2 separate regions of the Mus musculus genome follow, and region 1 is linked to region 2. Evidence: chromatin contacts called from public Hi-C data. All regions are on one chromosome and are shown on one strand. Each heading gives the region's core, a stretch centred on a gene start, on an enhancer-like site or on the middle of the called end of the contact. The rest is flanking DNA. Distances are from core to core; before and after follow the strand shown. Region 1 has its middle 44 kb from the start of Tlr2. Region 2 has its middle 31 kb from the start of Sfrp2.

What was found. Hi-C and Micro-C count contacts between places; a contact is called where the count stands out from the background.
Region 1: a contact with region 2 is called in a Hi-C map of bone marrow-derived macrophages, with 2.9 times the contacts expected there. The contact joins two enhancer-like sites. A contact is called at or near these places in 4 of 39 promoter capture datasets (the C10 cell line, embryonic stem cells, hippocampal neurons and 1 more), 7 of 15 datasets of contacts at CTCF or cohesin (the NIH/3T3 cell line, embryonic stem cells, large pre-B cells and 2 more), 159 of 484 Hi-C or Micro-C datasets (3T3-L1-derived adipocytes, 8-cell embryo, B cells and 74 more) and 19 of 115 datasets of contacts at active chromatin or transcription factors (the 230-238 cell line, DN3 thymocytes, astrocytes and 8 more).

Annotation. Positions count from the first base shown.
Region 1 is chr3:83,883,844-83,886,605 of GRCm38.p6, reverse strand. No RefSeq gene overlaps it. Among named protein-coding and RNA genes, the nearest start is that of Tlr2, 44 kb to the right of the region's middle. Within about 2 kb of position 1,270, at least 49 of the 459 cell types and tissues checked have an H3K27ac peak or open chromatin away from gene starts, as enhancers often do. A contact at or near this core is called in bone marrow-derived macrophages, where this site is marked.
Region 2 is chr3:83,795,846-83,798,545 of GRCm38.p6, reverse strand. It overlaps the pseudogene Gm7115. Among named protein-coding and RNA genes, the nearest start is that of Sfrp2, 31 kb to the right of the region's middle. Within about 2 kb of position 1,290, at least 29 of the 459 cell types and tissues checked have an H3K27ac peak or open chromatin away from gene starts, as enhancers often do. A contact at or near this core is called in bone marrow-derived macrophages, where this site is marked.

The DNA of each region.
Region 1 (2,762 bases), core at 21-2,520, 88 kb before region 2:
GCACAAGCAACAGAAGAGGGAAGGGGGAGAGAGGAGGAGAGTGAGGAGAAGAAACAAAGGAGGGAAGACATGGCCTTTCCTAGAAGTGACCCAGTCACCTCAGTGGGAGAGGTTGTTCTAAGTCCTGCTGGGACTAGATGTCCCAGGGTAGGGTACTCCTAGATAACCCAAGGGGGACAGGGAGTGTGTGGTTGGGGAGGGGTTTGTAAGGGTGGGAGGGGGACTGCAATCAGGATGTGAAGTGAATAAGTAAGATATATATTATATAATATATGATATATGACATATATAATATATAAACACACACATATATTTTTCAATTTTTTATTAGATACTTTCTTCATTTACATTTCAAATGCTATCCTGAAAGTCCTCTATACCCTCCCCCTGCCCTGCTCCCCTACCCACCCACCCACTCCCACTTCTTGACCCTGGCATTCTCCTGTACTGGGGCAATATATATATTTAAAGCAACCCAGTCTTAGAAGGGACATGATATTGCTTTGCTGCTCATCTTCATGTGGATGGGATTGCATAGTACTAGAGGAGTATTAAGCTCTAGGTGTTCTGGCACAGTACTAGGGTGAGGGTGGGGAACTACACTTCACAATAACCTACTAACTCTTGTACGGTAATTGGAAGGGATGAGCTGAAAGACTCCAAGCACAGAGATGAGATGGAAATGGTACAGATTGGATCAGTACACACAGCATTTATGCATGGACACACCATGCTGTGCCCTATAAAAACATAGAATTATTAAACAGCAATCAGATGATTTTTAAAATGCTAAAAGAGACAGAAACTACGCTGATTTGATCATTACGCACTATATAGATGCATCCAGTTGCTGTACTGTGCTCCATATGTTTGTACAATTAAGATAATAATTCTAGTCTATTTATTTATTTATAGACAAAGAACATCTGGAAGCATGGAGAGGAGACTTTTCTGGCGTGTAACGGGTAAGCAGAGAAGAACGGTGAGGAAGGCCCTACCTGAGAGAGTCTCTTTGACAGCAAGCAACAGAAGTGCAAAACGAGAAAGCAAGGAAAATAGGGAGACCTTGATGGCATAAAGGGGAGTGAGGAAGAGGGGGCCTGGTGAGGGGGTAGGTGCTGTCAGGCATGTGTGCTGCACACTGGGTTTTGAAATCTTGAGCAACTTCCCTGAAATCACACAGCACGTCAGAGACACCACAGATGAGGATTTAAACCTCAGTTTAGCTAATGCTCAACCCACATTTAGGCCACACCCGTGTCTGGAAAGCTGACTGTAGAATCTATTAGAAAGGATGAAGCAACACTGCCCTGTAACCAGCTACACATGTCTCAGCCTATCAGACTCTCAGGCTAATACCAGGACAGTACTGAGGACATGGGGACAGTCCTGCAGTGACAATGTGACCATGAGTTCTTTGCTATGATGTAAACCCAGCTTAGCTAGTGGCCTTACATGAGCCTGTCAGGGACTTGCTGTGTCTTCTGTTGCCCGGAGAATAAACTATGGCCAGCCCTACCCTGTTAAAACACTTCTGGTCAGATGCTCCTCTTTCTGCAATTGTTGTTCTCCTCATATCGGTCCTGTGAGAAATGCAGAGTCTGGGAAAGTCTTTCGGATCCTCAGTCAGCACAGGCTCGGGGCTGCAGGTTCAGCATCCTCACACACTTGGTCATCTGCTTCAGGCTGGGTTGACACAAGCTCCTTGAATTCTTTCCTGACTTATAGCTTTGTGTTATCCACCATCCAGCAAGATGGCTTAGCAGGTAAAAGCAGGCAAGATGGCTCAGTGAGAGACAGAGCTTACAGCATAAATCTGATGGCCTGTGTTTGATCCCCAGAGCCCCCCATGGAAGGAGAGGACATCTGAAAATGGTTACCTAACTTCTACTTATGTGTGTGCATATTCACATACACATACATACTTCATACCATACATACATGCACAATGCACATACAATGATAATAATAATAATGATAATGATACATTAGAGCAGTCCATGGCTGAATAGTATGTATTGACACATAATTGAGTTCAAAGGCCACATCAGCTAGTATCAGCTGAGCTACTGAAAGAAAGATGAAATTTCAAGACCTGTAAGTCATATAAAGTACTCAGAAATTGCTGGTTGTTTGTGAGCTTAGAGGCTGCCTGGGGCTGAGAAAAAAGAAAAAAAAAACAAAAACCAAAAAACCTGGGTATGCCCTGTAGTTAAAACATTCCTGGAACATCTTGACCATAAGATAAAGGGGAATGTGAAGACATAGCAGGGCTATCTAAACTGAGTCAACAACTCACAGAACTCTGACACCCTGCACATACATGTAATTTTTCTGCTGATGTTTGAATAAGCCAATAGTGTGTTGCTAGGCTGAATTCCACACCCCTAAGCCCCTTACCCCATAAAAACCCCTAGCTTTTGAGCCTCGTGGCTGACATCCATTATCTCCTGTGTGGGATGCATGTCGGTCCGGAGCTCCATAATTAAATGACCTCATGTAATTACATCAAGATGGTCCTTCGTGATTTTTTGGGTGCACGCCGAATCGGGAATTGAGTGGGGGTTTCCCCACTAGGTTCTATCACTACAAGTCCTTCTATCTTTTGTCCCTTTGTCCTTTTGACTATATATCCTAGGATGCTTGAAAATAGAAGTTGGCCACTATAGTGACATCTCTTCTGTTAGTTGGAAGCCATGACTGAGCTCTGGGCTTCATTTCTGTTCCTCTGGAGACTCAGCTCTGTCAGCCCTGTGTCTTGA
Region 2 (2,700 bases), core at 41-2,540:
GAGGCAGAGAGACACAACGTGGGAGAGAGGGAGAGGAGGGGAAGGAAGGGAGAGAAACAGGAGGGAGGTGGAGGGGAGAGGAGGGAGGAGAGGAGATGAAGAAGGGAAGGGAGAGAGGAAAGGAGAAAAGAGGGAAGAAGAAGGAGGAGGAGGAAGAAGAGGAGAAGGAGGAGGAGGAAGAGGAGGAGGAGGAGGAGGAGGAAGAGGAGGAGGAGGAGGAGGAGGAGGAGGAGGAGTCAGACCTAAAGTCAATTCAAACTGGAGAGAGGATGAAAGTGTAGTTCCAAGACAAGGGGGGGGGGGCACCCTCAGTCACTGCTCTTCTGGAGATGCTTTTCCACGTCTGGCTGGTTACCACGTGCAAGTGCAGTTAGCTAGTGTTGCAGTTAGAAGCCTGTGACCTCGCAAAGGGTCTTGTTGGATATGCTGGCCATTTAGGGTCTCTCCTTTCCCAGCATTTCTACAGGGCCTGGAAGGAGCCAGCACTTCAGAAAAGGGCCCGAACCAAACCCCAGGGGTGCCCCCTGCTGGAGAAGACAGAGAAATGAGCTTTCTGAGATAGTCACGCCTCGTGGAGTCCTGCCTGGAGATGGACCTAGGGCGGCAGTGCAGAGAGGGACGACGGGATGAGTTAGAACCCTTCATTTATCAAGCGAAGATGCTGGAGTCAAATCAGGGAAGTTACATATGTAAGGTCAGTGGGTCTGTGGGAAGCTGATCTCAGAAGGCGGGAACTATTTTTAAAAGCCTGTAAGAAATACTCTCACTCACTCCCTGTAAGAAATGGAAGCAAAGAAAAAGAAAGGACAGATTCTAAGAACTCATGCCTTTTACAGACCTAAATCCAAAATGAGCATTACATATTCTGTGAAATGAGTGGATTTTCCACACAGTCCGGGTGGGTGGACATGTGGATTCATCATCAATCTAAAAATGGGATTTCCATAGATAGAAAACCACATCTGCCTCATGATAGTAATCCATTGTGTGTATACTTGTGTGTGTGTGCACACATGCACATACACATCCCGCCACACATGCTCATATACATGAAATCCATCTCAAGTGGCTGAACCTATATTGAAGAGCATAAATTAGTATACGCATGTAGTAAGTATCTCCTACTTTGAATAGGAATACATCCATAATTGATTACTATAATGCAAGAAGGGAGGTGCTTTCGTTTTTATTTCTTTCATGTGGTGCTCGCAATACCCAATGGCCCCACTGTGGGTCCCCAAACACAGAGAAAACAGCAGTTAAAGAAAACCATATGTCTCATGTGCCTAAAATAAACGGGAACTTCATCGTGCCACATTTCTAAGAAGACACAAATCTAACTTGGTACAGCACAGATCACAGCAGAGGGAACATAAAATCCACACTCTCTGGGTCTAAAGTATCAGCGTTACACAGGCAATGCTATCTTACCCCCTCTCCATCTTAGGACATTTACAAATACAACGATGACTCCATTTAGTCTCTCAAACTGTTAAGAAGAGAATCTTGTTGTTAATAAAAACAGCAATAAAAATACTAATAACTTACTTCCATGCATCATCTGCAGAAAGCTTCAGAGCTGGAGAACATAAAAGGACACATTAAAATCGCTTTATTTTCTCAACATGTATTTTAAAACATTACATGAGAAATACAAACTAGAAAATAATAATAAAAAAAGAAGAGTCACGGTCCCACCCCTGGAATCATTTAGGATGAAAGTAATTATAAAATAACTTGCTTACAGAATAAAAACAAAACAAACAAACAGAAAATATAGTAAGACACCAGCAATCGAGTCACTATTAATAAATATTGGATTGTTTTCCTAGGTCAGAAGACCAGATGTGTCTCCATTCTGTACTTTTGTTTTGGCAAATCAGTCAAGATTGTAGAGTGGCCTCCCGTGGGCAATGCCCCTTTAGCTTCAGGGACATTGCTTGTAAATCCAGTATGCCTAAGAACCATCTGGTTGATAATGTCTGGGCAGATGCCAGTGATCAGACACCAGCTCCAAGTTCAAGGCTTTAGAGCCAGAGCTGACTAGAAGTTGTATTTGTTTGGAGTATTGTTCTGGCTTCCAGGTAAGGAGGCATAACTGAGCAGAGCACATATCCATGCAGTTGAACTGCTGAGCAAGACATTCTCAGCACAGGATCCACCAAAGACTGCCTTCAATTAACTAAAACCTTATAACCGATCAATAGAAAAACATAACCTTATGAGCTCTTTTCCTAGGCTAAGCAGTGTTAAAAGATACCGTTCAAAAGCTAAAATCCCCAGCGACGGCAAAGAGAAGGCCGACAGAACATTAGTTATACAGACACAGTACCAGCCAGGTTACACTTTCTTCAAAAGGTGTAAGCAATTCTGACATGGCTCAGTCGAGGATTTCCAACTCAAACAGACTCTGTCTGAATGTGCAATTCTGTGAGAGGCATGAGGAATCCGCTGAGAAGAAAAAGCAAGGCTCTGGGTGACTCTTAAGTTTCTCAGATAGGCTTGTGCAATGTCTTCCTGGATGATTCCAGGAAACAGGAAGTGGTTAGTGCAGCACTTGACACTGGCATCTATCCCAGGGCTTCCATAGGTGGGACCTAGAGGGAGGTCACAGCAGCTGGGCTCAGGTGCTAAGTTCTAGGAACACAGAAACTCTCAGTAGCAGTCCCTGTGTGTGGTGGTTTGACTGAGAGTCTCTGT